Regions from separate parts of the Sus scrofa genome. Here region 1 is linked to region 2. Evidence: chromatin contacts called from public Hi-C data. All regions are on one chromosome and are shown on one strand. Each heading gives the region's core, a stretch centred on a gene start, on an enhancer-like site or on the middle of the called end of the contact. The rest is flanking DNA. Distances are from core to core; before and after follow the strand shown.

Region 1 (2,700 bases), core at 89-2,588, 210 kb after region 2:
GGTCTTATTTATTACATCATAAACCTAAGAGTGGGATCTATGATTAGGTGTTTATTTTTTGTTGGCTGTAGTAATTGACTTTTTTTTTTTTAACTGCCTTTCCCTTTTCTCATGTGATAATGTCAGTTTATTTTTGGAATAGTCTCAATGGGCTATTAAGTTGTCTTGCCATCTTTTGTCTAAGAGTGAAACAGGGAGTGGTGAGGAAATCCGAACCAAGGTAGGTCACAAGGAATCTGAATTGTAAGTACAGGGACAGAAAGAAATTTGTTGAACCTCATTCACGGCAACAATGATGCCTAGATGAGACTTTGCTAATTCTTGCGAGAAACATCCAGTAGGGCTGTATAATTACTGTACTTTCAGAGTTGGCTTTCCTTATTTTGTTAGCTACTCCATATTCTTCCGATAATTTTTTTAGTTTAAATTAGCTGTTTTCTGTTGCTTGTAGCCAAAAACCATAACTGATACAAGTTTAACTAACTTCCCATTCATCTTAGTTGATGCTATTTCTCAGCTTTGTCTTTTTGCTGTTACTTAAGAAAAGCCCATTTGTAACAGCTACCTTTGATCACATATCTAATGCCAAGTGCTTTATACATTACTCCAGTCCTTAAAACTCTGTAAGGTGTTCCCCTTGTGTCACAGCAGAAATGAATCCAACTAGTATCCATGAGGATGTGGGTTCCATCCCTGGCCTTGCTCAGAGGGTCGGGGATCTGGCATTGCCATGACCTGTGGTGTAGGTCACAGACATGGCTGGGATTCCACGTTGCTGTGGCTGTGGTGTAGGCTGGCAGCTGTAGTTCTGATTTGACCCCTAGCCTGGGAATTTCTATATGCCACTGGTATAGCCCTAAAAAGAAAAAACAAAAAACAAAAAAAACCTCTATAAGGTAAAACTCTTACATTAACGTGACTTTCTCCTGCAGGCGTTTTAGCAGAATATAAAACACTTTGTAGAACTAAAATCAAGGTTAACTTGCAAGATTTTATTTCTCCTCTTTGGATAATAAACTTTGTTTTCCACCATTCTCATTCTGTGAAACAATTAACTACCTTTATAAGGTCCTCTAAGGCAGTAACTAATAACCTCCTATGGAGTTCCCATTGTGGCTCCGCGGAAACAAATCTGACCAGTAACCATGAGGACACATATTTGATGCCTAGCCTTCCTCAGTGGGTTAAGGATCCGGTGTTGCCCTGAGCTGCGGTGTAGGTCCAAAATGCAGCTCAGATCTGGTGTTGCGTGGCTGCCACGTAGGCCAGTGGCGACGGCTCCAATTCAACAACTAGCCTGGGAATCTCTATGTGCCCTGGGTGCCACCCTGAAACAAAACAAAACAAAACAAATCACCTTCTATTTCTGGTTATTTGGGGGGGGGGAGGGGGCGTTGGAGAGAGAAGGAGATGAACTCTAACTTCATATAAATTAAACCTGCAGCAGCAACTCAACCAAGGCAATTGCATACGATGTAAAAGTACGTTGCAAATCCTAAGGTTAATTACATTCCTTCTGGTATACAAACAACGAAAACTATCTTCTCTGTCAAGCCTCCCCAGTTCACGCTAGTTAGAATTCATCTGATTCGTACCCAATATTCATATCGCTAAGGTAACACAGTCGACTGTGTACGAGCGTAGGAACCAGTTTGAACTAGCGTACCAAGTGCTTACAGTTATGCTTGAAAGAACCTAATCTAGAAGACTCGTCCCAACTTGTGAGTAACAAAAGATCTCTTCTCATCCTAATCATTTTTTTTTCTTTAAATAGCAATTGGCGACCATAAAGCTAAGGCTTCTATCTCCAATTATGTCGCTTCAAATCCTCCCCTAAGGCAGCAGAAAACGGTGAACCACCACCCTCGCCACGAGTACAGCGAGAGCCTTCCATCTTCACATTCCCTTGCGTCCCTCGACTCCTAAACTCGATCGCCCCAGGTAACAAACGCCTCTGTGGGCTGAGTTCTGGCTCCAGCCGCCAAACGTTGGTGCGGCGCCCTCAACACCCTGCTAAAAAGACTCTGCAGAGAGAGATCGGAACCGTAACTTTCCCATGAGGCGGCAAAACAAAAACAACTAGGAAAAGTAAAACCAACCAGCGGAGAACGGCTCTGCAAGCAAAACCCCTAGCGCCTTCTTTACTTTCAGCAGGAGGCGGAAGCGGAAGTCCCAGTGAGGCCATAGAGATCTCTAGTTCCGGTCTCGCGGTCGCATTCCGGGCTAGAGCGCCTCGCCTCGCCTCCGCCAGCCTTCTCCAAGCCCCGTGGTCTATTTCCGGTTGCGGCTTCTGTCATAAAGCGGAGACCTGCTTTCAAACGCTGTGTCGCGGGTCTCTGGCGCTTCGCAGGAGTCAGCGCGCTAGGACGGGAACAGGCGGGGGGGCTGCACTGCTCACAACTGAGCCTGACCGAGCGGACCCTCAGAGCCGCCTGGCTTTTGGAGCCTTTAAGATTGAAGTCTATGATTGACAGCTTCCAGGACTGCGGCTCGAGAGTTCAGCGCTCCTTCGCCCGTACCTGTCCCCCTCTGTCACACGCTCTACCCTGTGAGGTGCAGCATTAATCAAGTCACCCCCTCCCACTCGCCACTGCCACCCGCGTCTGCGTCAACTTGGTTCTTAACCTCCTTCACCCAAGAACCCCTCCCCTCTGCCTCCGGAAAAGGTCTTTTTTTGCCTAGTTCTTGTAAAATTAAGGG
Region 2 (2,700 bases), core at 71-2,570:
AAGCCATGGATGGGTTACATACCCTCTTGAGAGTGCACCTCTGTGTACTCACGTGGAGCTTTACCAGGCTTCACTCCCAATGATGTGCCTGGTAAAATATGTACCAATGTCTACTTTGGGGTAAGAAATTATTTCTTGCTTGAGTAAGAATTAAATAAAAAGAAGCAAGAGAGAAATTCTGTGCAATGAACAGCCTGTTTGATCAGGTAAATGCCCCATCCCTCAAAAGATCGATATTCTGGCTTAACATCGATGTTAACCTAAGGAATGTTGATCACTCCCCTGTCCAACCATTCTGGTCCATTCAGTCTCCTCTCTGCCTGCTGCTGGCTTTTTCTCTCCTTCTCAATGCGGGCGGGGGAGTGTTGTTTCGTTTTTAGTACCAACAGGTTCTCCCATTCAAGTGTAAAATACTCTGCCAGCAGACATTTTCATCCTAACCATATGGCTTTCAGGAATGTATTTTCCTTTCCCACTTGAAAAATGGTCATGTAACACTCATGATGGTTTCTAGTAAGTGGAGAGCTGGGTCTTTCCTTGCAGCCTATGATATACCCAAAAACAGAGGACCTCGTGTGGCAGCTAGGTCAATCTGCTAAATCAAGAGCAGATCCACGTCCCTGACTTTATATTCTGCTTTAGCAGGATCTAAACGGGCTGTCCTGATGAGACCAAGGCCTCTTTTTCTCTTCCACACAACCGGGGTGGCCTCTATCAATTTAAGTGCTTCGTGGAAGACCGTCGTTCTTTTGGTCGATATGTTTTAACGTAAATGCCACATGTACTTACTGCAGCCTATCAATAGACAAGGCTCACTTTAATTAAGCTCGTGCAGGAGATAAACTGAAAAGGGGAGATGACAGAGGAGGGTGAGGAGGAAGCTGAAATTATACGCAAACACCCCCAACTCGAATCGGGGAGGCTGCTGCAGAGGGAATGACGACATGTAGGATTTCGTGTCAGGCAACGTCCTTTAAAAGGGCTCCCAAAGCGTCAAGGCCCCCACCTGATGAATGGGTGAGTCAGGAAGGCCCAGCTCCACTTCACGGATGGGGAAACTGAGGGACGAGGCGGCGAGATGACTGGCCCGAGGCCTCGCTGAAAGATCTGAGGCGGAGCGGAGAACCAGAAGCACCGATTCTCTCCGGCTGATGCTCTAATCACAGGCTCCCCCCGCCCCTGCGATGGCGTAGAGGCCTCCGCCCCCCAATTCCACACACCCTCCCCCGGGAGCGGCAAGTGGCCTCAGGTTCCAAGAAAGGGGCCAAAAGACCGGAGGCTCGAAGCACTCCCGCCGGGATCTGGAAACGGAGAGCGTTGGGAGCGTGCGTCCCTCCAGTCCAACATGGCGGCGGCCGCGTCCGCCCCCCCACCCCAGCCTCCCTCAGGGCCGGAGGCTTTCCCTCGGGGCCCTCCGGTGGGCGGGAAGACGGCCCAACCCCGCCGGGCCCCTTCTCGCCGCTGCCGCTGCTCGCTGAAGGAGTCACCTACCAGACATGACTAACGGCCGCGGCGCGGAGCCCCCACAGCCCGCGGAGAACAAGGAATACGAAAGCCTGGCGGCGCGGCGGCCGGAGCTCTACTGAGGGCGGCGCGGAGGGCTGGGCCCGACTGCGGGGTCTCTGCAGCCAATCAGAGGGAAGTGGGCGGTACCACAGCACCAAGGCTCGAGGGGTAGCTCTGTAATAGGACCAGCTTCCGAACCTGGGGACTTCGGAATCACCCCCCGTTCTCCCCTACGCGGACGGTACCATTATTGAGAGGGAATTGAGGAGAGGAAGTACCATTGCCGCGATCTGGATGGGGGAGGAATCTGAACTTACGCGCTCCTTCCTGATTACGGTCCTATTTCTCACTTCATTGGATCTGTAAGAATTCGAGGTTAGGAAGCGAAAGAAGAGAAGCCTTATAAACGCAGGTTAAATGGTTAGAAAAGACAGTTCTTTCGCTGAAATTTCGAATGGTATGCCCTTGTTCGTTCTGCTTGGGCTGCAGACTGCTTGAGCCAGCCGGGGGCGTTGGGAGTTAGTAAACTCCCGTACCGAAAAATCGTGACAGACTACCGGACCAGGTCACCTCCTGGTTTGTTTTAACTACCTTGTCAAATAGCAGATAGTCTGCAAAGTGATACTGGAACAAACGTGTGCCTTAAAATGAAATCACGTACAAACTGAACCCTGAGGATGTATTAGAACGAGAGATCGAGCTTTAGTATTCAGCGCTGAGGTAATACTAATTCTAATTGTTAGGCACCTTGCATCATCTCATTTAATTCTCACAACAAAATGATGAAATATTAGTCCCACGTTACAAATGAGAAGGCAGAATTCACTCGCCCTAGGTCGCACAACGAATAAATGGAATTGGAATCCAGATAACACTGCCTGTGGGTCTATACGTTCTGCTGCACTGTCTAGAGAGGGCTCTGGCTCAAGTTTGAGTTGAAGCTATGAAAGCTCAGAGGGCACACAAGGGCACAAGGGCATCTTCCCCGAGGGCGACGTGACGTATAAGCCAAACCATAGGAATGAGCAGAAGTTGACCTAGTAAAGAATTGGGGGAGGGGGTCCCCGTCGTGGCTCAGTGGTTAAGGAACGGACTAGCGTCCATGAGGACATGGGTTCGATCCCTGGCCTCGCTCAGTGGGTTAAAGGATCCAGTGTTGCCATGAGCGACGGTGTAGATCGCAGACGCAGCTCG

What was found. A called contact is a pair of places that touch in the nucleus more often than the background predicts.
Region 1: a Hi-C map of liver shows a contact between it and region 2, with 5 times the contacts expected there. The contact joins the promoter of PEX12 here to the enhancer-like site in region 2. A contact is called at or near these places in 1 of 5 promoter capture datasets (liver), 3 of 47 Hi-C or Micro-C datasets (liver and skeletal muscle) and 1 of 2 datasets of contacts at active chromatin or transcription factors (alveolar macrophages).

Annotation. Positions count from the first base shown.
Region 1 is chr12:39,930,342-39,933,041 of Sscrofa11.1, forward strand. It overlaps PEX12 (peroxisome assembly protein 12), which reads left to right and starts at 1,339. Exons shown (of 3, transcript XM_003131719.4): 1 at 1,339-2,700. It also overlaps a transcript of AP2B1 not described here.
Region 2 is chr12:39,723,156-39,725,855 of Sscrofa11.1, forward strand. No RefSeq gene overlaps it. Among named protein-coding and RNA genes, the nearest start is that of TAF15, 7.7 kb to the left of the region's middle. Within about 2 kb of position 1,321, at least 81 of the 83 cell types and tissues checked have an H3K27ac peak or open chromatin away from gene starts, as enhancers often do. A contact at or near this core is called in alveolar macrophages, liver and skeletal muscle, where this site is marked.